2 separate regions of the Sus scrofa genome follow, and region 2 is linked to region 1. The links are chromatin contacts, called in public HiChIP or PLAC-seq maps. All regions are on one chromosome and are shown on one strand. Each heading gives the region's core, a stretch centred on a gene start, on an enhancer-like site or on the middle of the called end of the contact. The rest is flanking DNA. Distances are from core to core; before and after follow the strand shown.

Region 1 (5,581 bases), core at 1,845-4,344:
TAGTCTGTGTTCAGTCTCAGCTTACTTAATTTTCCCTAGTCTTAAAATTGGATTCAGGTTACTTTCATAACTACACCCAATATTCCACTCTCACTTATGAATAATTTAATTACTTGAATATATACTCACAATATCCATAATGGAAACCTAAAAAATACAGTGAGAAAACCCCTAGAATAATATAGAATACATTTTGTGCATTTTTATTGACTAATTTTATGGTCCGTTTTTAGTAATCATGATAATATTGGTTACAAAGGAAATAAGAATAACAGCACACCAGTAGTCTACATGATTTATAAAAGACCCATAGATGAAAATCAAAACCCTCCTCTTCCCCAAATTTGGGGATGCCTTGTATGTCAGTACTGAACTTCACCTAATACTACCATAGCGCCTTTCCAATAAGAACGTGCAAAATTTATGACATCTCCCCCAAATATTAATGATCTATTGAGCTAAGTTTTGACCCTTCTAAAGTCCAAATACCTTTCTTTTTTTTTTTTTTTTTTTTTTTTTTTTTGTCTTTTGTCTTTTGTCTTTTTTTTTGTTGTTGTTGTTGTTGCTATTTCTTGGGCCGCTCCCACGGCATATGGAGGTTCCCAGGCTAGGGGTTGAATCGGAGCTGTAGCCACAGGCCTACGCCAGAGTCACAGCAACGCAGGATCCGAGCCGCGTCTGCAACCTACACCACAGCTCACGGCAACGCCGGATCATTAACCCACTGAGCAAGGGCAGGGACCGAACCCGCAACCTCATGGTTCCCAGTCGGATTTGTTAACCACTGTGCCACGACGGGAACTCCCAAATACCTTTCTTAATTTATAGAAGTGCAACTGTTGTCTAGGACAGGACTGTTCAATAGAAATTTCTGTGATGAAAATGTTCTGTATCTATACTGTTCAATATGGTAGCCACTAGGCACATGTAGCTACTAAGCCTTTCACATGTGGCTAGGGGGACTAAGGAATTTAATTTTATTATTTATTTAGGGTCACACCTGTGGCATATGGAAGTTCCCAGGCTAGGGGTGGAATCAGAGCTGCAGCTGCTGGCCTATGACACAGCCTCAGAAATATACCATCCGAGTTGCATCTGCGACCTACACCACAGCTCAGGGATCTTTAATCCACCGAGTGAGGCCAGGGAACAAACCCGCATCCTCATGGAAAATTGTCAGGTTTGTCTCCAATGAGCCACAATGGGAACTCTACCTGGTTCCTAAGTAACCTACACCACAGCTCATGGCAACACTGGATCCTTAACCCTCTGAACAAGGTCAAGGACTGAAACTGCATCCTCATGGATACTAGTTGGGTTTGTAATCACAGAGCCACAATGGGACATCCTGAGGAACTTAATTTTAAATTGTATTTGATTTAAATTAATTTAAATAACCATATATATTGGATTAGTTAGTACTGGTCTAATAGTCTCTTCAAACATTCAGAGAAGTGTTAGAAATGGACGGTAGATTATAGGCAATCCAGGAATCCAAAATTATCAGAAATTATGTTTTAAAAACTCTGTCTTTCATACTTTCAGTAGGAATTTTTCCAGAAGATTCACATTAAAAAAAAAAAAAAAGAAAGAAAAGAAAGAAAGAAAGAAAAGAAAGGAAGAAACCCAAACCAACCAAATTCTTTAGTCTGCTTTTCTGTATGAATCATCTTTTTGTAAAGAGGTGTAAGACTGGTTTTGTTGCCAACTCTGCCCCCTCTTCTACAGATAGAACTCAGTGATTAGGTTCTTGGATTTATTTAGGTTATTCTCTTAAAAAACATGGTTTCCACACTGCAAATAAATGACAGGAACTTTTCCACTAAATTACCCCAGACAGCACAAATGTTCTTTCCAAAAGTGGAGACTGGAACCACAGCCCCCTCACATTGCCTGTTACATCTGTTTATGCTTATAGAAGTGACATCCACATCATAGACACAGAATGCCAATTTTTTGGGAAAGCACCCAGAATTTGGTGAGGCTTGAAGAAAAGAAAAAATTCCACTGTTCAAAATAAGAGATACATAGAATTGAGTAGCTACAAAGCCCTTTTGAAATTAAGCGAGAAAAGATGTTGCTTCCAGAGTGTAGATTGCGTGTATAGACTTGCTGGAGTTCATACGCAGCAGTAATCATTCACTAGCGATGTAGCTGTAGGTAAATTATAGAACCTAAAGCTCAGTTTTCCCACCTGTAAAATATAGATAATAATAATTCTGTTGGGGAAATTAATGTAAGACTTTGAAACGGGCAAAAGATTATTGGGTGTCCTTTCAATGGAATGCTAGATGTTATCCACAGCACGCTGGAGTTGTGTGGTTCTACAATAGTTTGCACATTTGCCTGCCTTTGACCAGGCTTTTTACTCTTTAAGCCGTAGGAACTTAATGATAATGTAAATGGTTCTTATCTGTAGATATGAAAAATGGTTTTGTTCCTTAGAGATCCAGTTGATTAGGAACTAGTTCAAAATATTACATTTATTGTCTTATTAACTGGTTTTGTCTCTTTTCTGATTTTCCATAAAGATTTGTTCTTCACATTCTCTTGGTGTTCCCTCCCTAATTGATGAGTCAAATAACATTTTGGACACATTTTTCATTTTATGTTTCTATTCGAAAATATTTTTACCATCTTGAAAAATTATCCTGAGAGTTTCTACTCCATAGAGCTTTTTGGAGGATTGGTTTAAAGGTCTATATTGACAGTTATGATCACTTTGATATTTTGCATTGTAACACTTCTGGTATTTTTGATGGGGAAAGGTGGGGGTCCTGAGTATTTATAAAAGGGTGGGGTTGGGCGAAAGCATCTGAAAAATTCCTGACAAAAAAGTCAGATTTCCGCATATTTTCCTTTAGCGGTGGAGCCTTAAGGTCAAGATGGGTATTATGGGGAGCATTGTCCTAGGTGAAGGCCACAATGGACCTGGGCCTAGGTGTTGGCCTTCCAGGCCAGGAGCACATCCCAGGGTTCCAGATACTCTGGGGTCTGCGAGTTAACAGCACAGTTCGCGTGGCCCCGGCAGCTGTAGCCCCTAAACCCAATTCTCGCGGAACCTAGACCAGGGCTGAAGGGCAGGGCTTGCCCCAGGCCTGAGGGGCCCCTCGCCCACGGCCGAGGGGGTGGGGCGGCCTCGCCTCGGGCCGGTGCTTTTCGCCCTCCGTTGGCCGCCAGAGGCTCCCTCTCTCTCCCTCTCCTGGGATTTTGCTGCCGGGCTCCCTCTCTCTGCGGCCCTAGAGTTAATCCCATCAGCCGAGGTGAGGCACCTGTTACCCCGGGCCTTCCTCACCCCCCACCCCGGGCCTCTCCCGCCATCACACCCCGGCTCCCCCGCCAACCCAACGGCCAGGCGCGGGCGGCCGCACGTGGGCGAAGCCCCTGCCCGGGCCGGGCTCCCAGCCTCAGGCCGGCCGGAGCGGGCGAGCGCGTTGGGGCCCGGGCCGCCGCCCGCCCGCCATGGCGTTGGGGAGCGCAGCACGCCTCCCGGGGCCTCCCGCCGCCGGCCCGGCGCGCGTAGGGGCCGCAGCATAAGTGGAAGCGGCCGCCGCAGCCGCCCGCCGCGCTGCGCCGTGAGGAGCGGGCGGAGGGGCAGCGAGCGGGCCGGCGCCGAGCTGAGCGGCGACCGCGGTGGGGCGGGGGGGCGCCTCAGAGGAGGGGGTGGGAGCCTCGGCCGCCCGACCCTCCCCGCCGGCGGCGGCTCCCGCTCGGGTAAGGGGGAGGCTGAGCGCGGGGCGAGGAGTTGGGGAGGGTGGAGATGAGGAGGGAGAGAATCGCGATGTACAAAGGCTGAGTTGCAGGCTGAGGGTGGGGGTGGGTAGCGGTGGGGGAGCGGTAGGCTGAGGATCGGAGGCATGATCTGTGGGATCTATTGTTTCCTGGCACTCTGTGAGGAAAAACAAAGGGATTTATTAGCACTACCCTGTCATTTTTTTCTTCTCCTTTTTTAAATGTGGCCAGGGAGCTCGGCTCTCCCCGTGCCACACTGGGATCCGCCTGGCAGCCGCTGGGAGCCGCAGCCAGTGTGTTAGGACTTCAGGTGCTTCCTGGCACAAAGCTAGACTGCGACCTCCTACCATAGCGCTTGGCGTCACCTGCTCTCCCGGCCCTGCCCCTGCCCGGGGCCGAGGGATTGCGTCCCGAACCAGGCTTGGGAATCCGCTGCCTCTCAAGTTGGTGTTATTTATGTTTGTCTTTCGTGAGGGCAGGTTTTGAATCCCTCGGCGGCCCCATCGCCCCCGCCCCCGCCCCCTCGGGTTCAAATTGGCGGGGGAGGGAGTAGGGTGTGTGTAGGGGGGGAGGGGATGGTGTGTAAGGCCAAAACAAATGTCAGGGTAGAGGGAGATTGTCGATGCTTGACCAAAAATAATAATAACAACAACAACAACAACAAAAACCCCAGGCACCACACTCTGAAGCCTTTCTTGTTTGTCTGCATGGGCCATGCATGCTTGCTGGGCCAGGAGCCGAGTTTGGAGACTGTGAAACTGTGCGCTCCCTCATCTGCTGGTGCGTGAGAGTGATAGGGCTCGGCCTAATATTAAAAAATAAAGCAAAACAAAAACAAAATGAATAAATGAAAAAATCTTTAGAACTGTGTTGTCTGCACCTCAGCGGATCTTGAAGTATTTGATTGCTGGCATGTTGATGTAAAATCCAGCTGTGGGCTAGAGGAGACCAGCAAGTATGCATGGCGTTGTGTTTTGAGCTTGTAGTAAGTTAGAGGCAAGTATAATAATAAAAAAAAAAAAAAAATCAGGGCTATGAAAAGAGGTTTCATGGTCTGTTTATTTTCTGATCGTCACATTCTCGTGCATTTATTCCCATGATATTCTATATCCCACGCTGTAATTAATAATGTTCACTTTTATGAAACTTCCAAATATTTGCTTTGGTTCTGAACTTGGAGTGAAACTTACTGTCATGTAAGAACTTTCTTCTGTTTGTTTTTATCTGAAAGTGTTGCTTTGAGGATGCTGTAGATGAGAATATTGGACTAGAAAGAGTGAAATAAAGTCTCTGTAGGTGTGTTTCGGAGTGTGTAAACATAGATTCCAAACTTTCAATTGTACTTGTACAGGAAGAATAAGTTCTTCCTGATGTGGAGAATGTCAAATGGATTTCATTTTTCTGAGTCGGTTTGATGATTTAAAGAGCCAGGAACTGCTGGTTTCTTTGAAGGTCATTCTCAAAACTAACCAAAACTTGGGCTAAAATATTGCTGTCAAGTGTACTTATGTGTCACTGGTATGTGTGTATGTGTGTGATTTTGGTAGGGGCCTCAAGTTATGCTTGAAACAATTTTGTTACTAAAGACCAATGAGTTAGAACTTTTGAATTCTTGGCTTTCAAATTCTCATTTAAATAAGTAATTTCTTCTCTTCGACATGGAGTTAAGCCACTTAAAAGTGTATATTAGTTGACTAAACATAAATTAAGTAAATGAATTCAGAAATTCATTCTTTTCTGTTACAGATGAACCTCTAGTCTTGCTTTGAAAAAGCCATTTTGTGTAACTCTTGACTGAATAATTTCCTAATACACCTGTTGGGAGGATTACTGACACAGTATGCCATTT
Region 2 (5,581 bases), core at 1,206-3,705, 420 kb after region 1:
AGTAGAAGACACCAAATGTGGGAAAAAAACAAACCAAAAACCTACTTTTGAAGAGCCTTTTTTTATGTGGAGCATGCTGGTTTTCAAAATACTATAAGGGTCTGAAAGGAGAACTGCTATGCATTTGAGCACTTCGCCAAACTTCATAAACAGCAGGTACTTGATATTCTACAATTATAGGATTGCCAGATAAAATGTAAGATGCCCAGTTAAATTTGAACTTCAGATAAATAATGAATTATATTTTAGTATAATTATGTCCAAAGTATTGCATGGCATATGCTTATACTAAAAAATTATTGGTTGTTTATCTGATATTCAAATTTAACTGGGTGTCCTGCATTTTTATCTGCCTTTCTAGCCACCCAACATTCATCCCAACTTTCTCACATCAGCCAATAAGAGGCATCAACTGTCCAGTGAAGTTACTACCCTATGAAGTCACTGCTCAATAAAGTTTATTATAGTTGTCTTCGTAAAGAAAAGATGCATTAAATTTTAAATTGCCTACCATGTGCATTCTATGTAAATAAGCTTCATTTATTTTTTCTTAGGTTTGCAACTGCATTTGTGACTTATAAGGACTTAAATTTAAAATCTTAAGATTAATAAGAAAGAATTGACTGGTAATTGACAAAATGTCAACTCATAGAAACATTAGTGGTTTGAACTTTAGGGACAATTTAATGAACTTGAGAATTTAGTGGTCTTGCTTTTGAAACCAAGAGCTGGACAGACAGATCATACAAAATCATCCAACTCAAAAATGTTCTGCAAAGCAGGAAGGTCATTTACATAACACACAAATAAGCTCAAGATGTCTATTTCTTTCCAGTAAATGTTCCTCTTCCAACTCTGACTGTTCCTGCTGCTTAGACACTGTTCCTCCTCCTGGCACTTTTATCAGCAGATGAAACTACGGCTAAGACGCAGAGACGGAAACTCCAGTATCGCCTTTGACTTACCCTTTATCCCTGGAGTTTCAGAGTTAAGGCCTCTGTGATTCTCTCCAAAATTCCTGTTCTTTAACTAGTATCCCCATGTCTATTTGCCCTCTATACTGGTACTTGTCAGCTCTAACTGTATATTAGAATTATCAGGAGAATTTTTAAAAATGAAAAATACTCAGGCCTGGGCCCCACCCAGATGGACAGAATCAGAATTGCTGGGAGTGCAGCCCAGTTAGCATGAGAACCACCACTCTGCTCTAATCCAGCCTCCCAGGCCATCTCTACACAGCCCAACTGGTTATGCTTTAGATGGTTTCAACAGGTACCTGTTTAAAAAATAGAACACACAATAAATAGTTCCGCTCTGCCTATCAAAGCAGGCCCCAATTTTCCAACATATATTTAACCACCTCAAACCCCATCCTTCCCCTACCCGTACTATTCTCATCACTTAACTTTCTGCTCTCCTCAAATCTAAAAGTCCCTACCTCATTCCCTTTGTTGAGGCACAATTCCTATCTGTTTCACCCATCCCGCAAGGACAATGTCAAAAGTCCCTTCCTCCTGAACTCCACCTTCAGGAACTGTAACTCTTCCTCAAGCCTGTAGGGATTGGTTTGTACCTGTCCTGAACATCCTAATTTATCTATTTGTTTTATTTCTCTTCTGCCCTATAATCGGATGAACTTTTTAAGGGTAAGGACGGTGACTTACTAGATTACAGGAGCCCAAGAGAGCATGGTATAGATTAAGCACTCAGCATTTCTAGAATTCTTTCGCCTAGAAGCTTATAAAATTTGAGTTGATAATTCGGAGACTATGACGTCTGCCTCCCCGAGTTTTCTTCATTATACCGAAGATGTGAGATGGACTAGGCGTGTCCTGTTTGGCATTCTAGCCTCAGGGTTCCCGGCCAAAAGATAAATACGGAAGTGATGTAAGGTCACTAGCTGAGTATCTCGGGTATCTTTGATCTACTGCGCCAAGATTAGAGAGCAGCGGAAGAGTTTCTCTAACTCTGCAGGAGAGGGATGGAGAACAACTCTGTTAAAGACCGAGGCTGGTTGGAGCAACAAAGAGAAGCGGCACCAGTGACCTGAAAGAAATCTTTATAATTAAAGTTTCAGTGCATGAGTCACAGTTTTGTTTTCAAGTTAAAGTACAGGGTTTGCCCTCGAGTAAACTCCAAAGAACTCGCTTCTTCAGCCTGGGGAGAAAAGAACTTTGTGAACAGCCAAGGCTGGTAAACTTTTTAGGAAGTCTCGCGATTCAGCCCAAACGGTGCAGGGTTTTGCTGGCAGCTGGGGGTGGGGTGGAGGCGACCCGCGGGGAGGGGGAGCAGCGCGGTGCAGAGTTCCTCCCCGGCCGCGAGTGTCCCCGCTCGCCCGCACCCCGGCCACCTCGAGCAGGGACCCCAGGGAGCCCCACCTACCTGAGCGCCAGGAGCCTCTCGCCCAGGAGCGCCAGCGCTATCCCCAGCAAGCTCAGAGCCAGCAACCGCCCCATGGCCTCGCTCGGCCCGGCCCGGGAGCACTGTGGGCGGCGCCCGCCGTCCGGCTCCAGCGCGCGGGCCGCGCTCCGCCCCGAGGTCCGCGAGCCCGGCTGGCTCCTGATCGCGGGCCGCGGCAGCCCCGCCCTCGGCCCAGCCCTTGGCCTTTGTCGCCACTAAACTACTCTTCTGACACCTTCCCGCCCAGGTTAAGCCAAGATTGTGACACAATGAAGTCCTTCATCTCCTTTTGCAAACAGACTACCCAGCAGGAATCTGAAGTAGTACACAGGCCTTCTCAGTTCTCTAATCTTCAAAGACATTCCCTTATGTTGTCGATCTGTCAGAATCTTCCGGCAGGCAGTTATGAAGATTTTTTTTTTTTAATTACAGGAAAAGATACTCGGTCATGTCTTGTAAATACATCACGTTGGAGTCACTGCTTTTTTATAACAGGATGTAGCTGAGAACACCGTGTTTTTAAGTAATGCCTCGCTAGACAAGAGATCTAAAAGTCTGAACACTTCTGGACACTGTTTTGATCTAAACTCAGTTTATGGGAGTAAGAGCAAAAACCAAACAAAACTTAAAAAAAAAAAAACCCATAACATGCATAAAGGAAGAAAAAAACTATAAAAAGGAAGCTTCCCCATTAAGATTGAGATAGTTACAGTAAGTGAGTATAGCTGCAATAAGCTTCTGATGGTTACCAGCGCTTAATTTCCACCCTACAGTATGTAGGCAGAAACGGTCACAATTGCCAGTTTTCAACAAACATCAATGTTATTAACAACCAATAAATAAAAACAGATGCCAGATTCACACCCTCTCTGCACAGGGGAGGAGGGAGCGAGGGAAGACCCCTCTGTTTCGGTATGTGCATGTCTGATTCAGTCTTGAGGGATTTTAGTTTATATTCCATGGCAGACAGAGAACTAAATAGTTGTTCTTCGAAAGCTCAGGAGGTTTACCTTTTCTTGTGTTATGGACCCCTCTGGCAGTGAACCTATAGATGCCTTCTCAGAGTAACATTTATAAGTACATACAGTAAAACGCATGGGATGGCAAAGGAGACCAATTACATTCAAATGCAATTGTCAAATATTCTCATGTTTGTGCAGTAATATAGTAGTGTAATGTGTGCTGCATTATTAACACTTTAAATCACAAGATCTAATACCATTCTTTCAAACAGTGATGAGCATAAATGTTATTTCAGGACATCTGCAACACTGTAATGAAATAAAGAAAATAACTCTTATTTACAATAGTAACAAAGTCACAAGTATTGCTAATGCTTTTGAGGTCTGTTTTCTACTTTCATAATTGAGGGAGATGCTAAATTCCATTAGAAATCAAGATTTTTTCCTCATTATTCAAAGTCATAGCCCCTCAGGAATTCTATCCATGGACCACTTTGCTTAAGAATTCCACCATAGTTACCCTGTGACTGGGTAGGTATGAGTGGGATCTCTTCTCTAGGGGTGTTTTTAATGTCAGTCTTGAGAGAAGAGAAGAATCTCTTATATGAAATCAGAATTTAGAGTGAGGACCTAAAAAAGAGAGGGCCTGGGTCTATTGCCAGAGCTTCTGTCTTAGGTTTGAGAGTCTTATTCCAAGGATTTGGGATAGTGACTAGAATATAAAACTATGCCTCATGGACTCCAGATCAGGAGCTAGGCTCCTCTTTCTTCCACTTGTTTTACAAAAAGAGGAAACCATAAATTGTAAATAAGAGTACCTTATTGTATGCTGTTTCCCTTTTTTTTTTTTTTTCCTTTTCTTTTTGTCCTTTTTTTTTTTACGGCCGCACCTGCAGCACATGGAGGCTCCCAGGCTAGGGGTCCAATCGGAGCTGTAGCTGCTGGCTTATGCCAGAGCCACAGCAACGCAGGATCCAAGCCGCGTCTGCCACCTACACCACAGCCCACAGCAATGCCGGATCCTCAACCCACTGAGCAAGGCCAGGGATCAAACCTGCAACCTCATGATTCCTAGTCGGATTCGTTAACCACTGAGCCACGATGGGAACTCCCTGTTTCCCTTTTTGCTGTTTCCAGGCTTTAAAAAATTCAGCTTGCTTTCCGCTGAAATGAAAGGAATGCAGATTTGTTTCTTTTAGGATGCACTCAGGATAGCAAAACACAGCTCTTGTGCTGACTCCCTCCTCTTCCCTTGCCCATGACAGACATCACTAATTGATCCTACCAGTGCCTCTCACTAAGCCTAGGCTTGTCCTCATGTCTTTTGAAATAACAAGAGAAGAGAAATAAAAAGCCCTGAGATAGCCACTGATAGCTCTCAATGCAAGATGACTCACCATCTTGGCAGCCCAGGGGAGCAATGCCCTGGGGTTTAGGATGGGGACATTTATGGAAAATAACCAGGTTTGCAAGTCTAGCAAAACCTACCAAACCTCAATCTCAGAGAATTCTGGTGAACCCTCAGTTTAATTTTATTAACTCAACCAGAAATTTCCCTCAGACTTGATCTCCTAATCCCCCCACAGTCTGTGTGAAGCGTACTCTAGCTCCATTACTCTTCCTCCTTCTGAGTGTTGCTCTTGAAGAAACTTCTGCAAAAATAGACCTATCCTTATGCCCATCCTACCACCATGCCAGGGCTAGGAATGACCTTTTCTCACATGTAAATGAGGAAGAGAGAGATTTTCTTATTTGGAAATCAGAAACCTAGTTTCTTGATGGTAAGGGGATGGAGAAGACTGGTCCTTAAATTTTATAATATGTATGGGTGAATAAATTTTATAGTGTAGCTTAGCAATCTTTTGAGTTAACTGGGGTTTATAGGCTACACCAAGAACCTGGTCCAGGCTTATGTTATTTCATGGGGAAAGTGTTTTCTGATTGCCAAATAACCAAGTTACCCAACACAAAACAAACTTGCTTTGGAACTTGTTTGTATGCTGGCAACTTCTTACACTTGGTATGAAACAGTTTTCTCAAATATGACATGTAACTAGTTTATAATTAGAAATTAATGGTTGTTAAGCAAATTTTCAGAAATAATAATAGCTTTTATCAATGCTTCTCAAACTCTGTGTGGTGAAGGACAGGTTTTCTTTGCCTTTGTAAAGTACAATGAAAATGAATTACTAGAAAATGAAGTAAAAAAAATCAGACAT

What was found. HiChIP or PLAC-seq counts read pairs in DNA pulled down with a chosen protein or histone mark.
Region 2: a contact with region 1 is called in an H3K27ac HiChIP or PLAC-seq map of skeletal muscle, with 3 times the contacts expected there. The contact joins the promoter of PON2 here to the promoter of PPP1R9A in region 1. A contact is called at or near these places in 1 of 5 promoter capture datasets (fetal liver) and 1 of 2 datasets of contacts at active chromatin or transcription factors (skeletal muscle).

Annotation. Positions count from the first base shown.
Region 1 is chr9:74,632,191-74,637,771 of Sscrofa11.1, forward strand. PPP1R9A (neurabin-1) reads left to right here and starts at 3,095. Exons shown (of 19, transcript XM_021063384.1): 1 at 3,095-3,263; 2 at 5,479-5,581.
Region 2 is chr9:75,048,895-75,054,475 of Sscrofa11.1, forward strand. It overlaps PON2 (paraoxonase 2), which reads right to left and starts at 2,456. Exons shown (of 9, transcript NM_001123223.1): 1 at 2,383-2,456. The coding sequence starts at 2,456.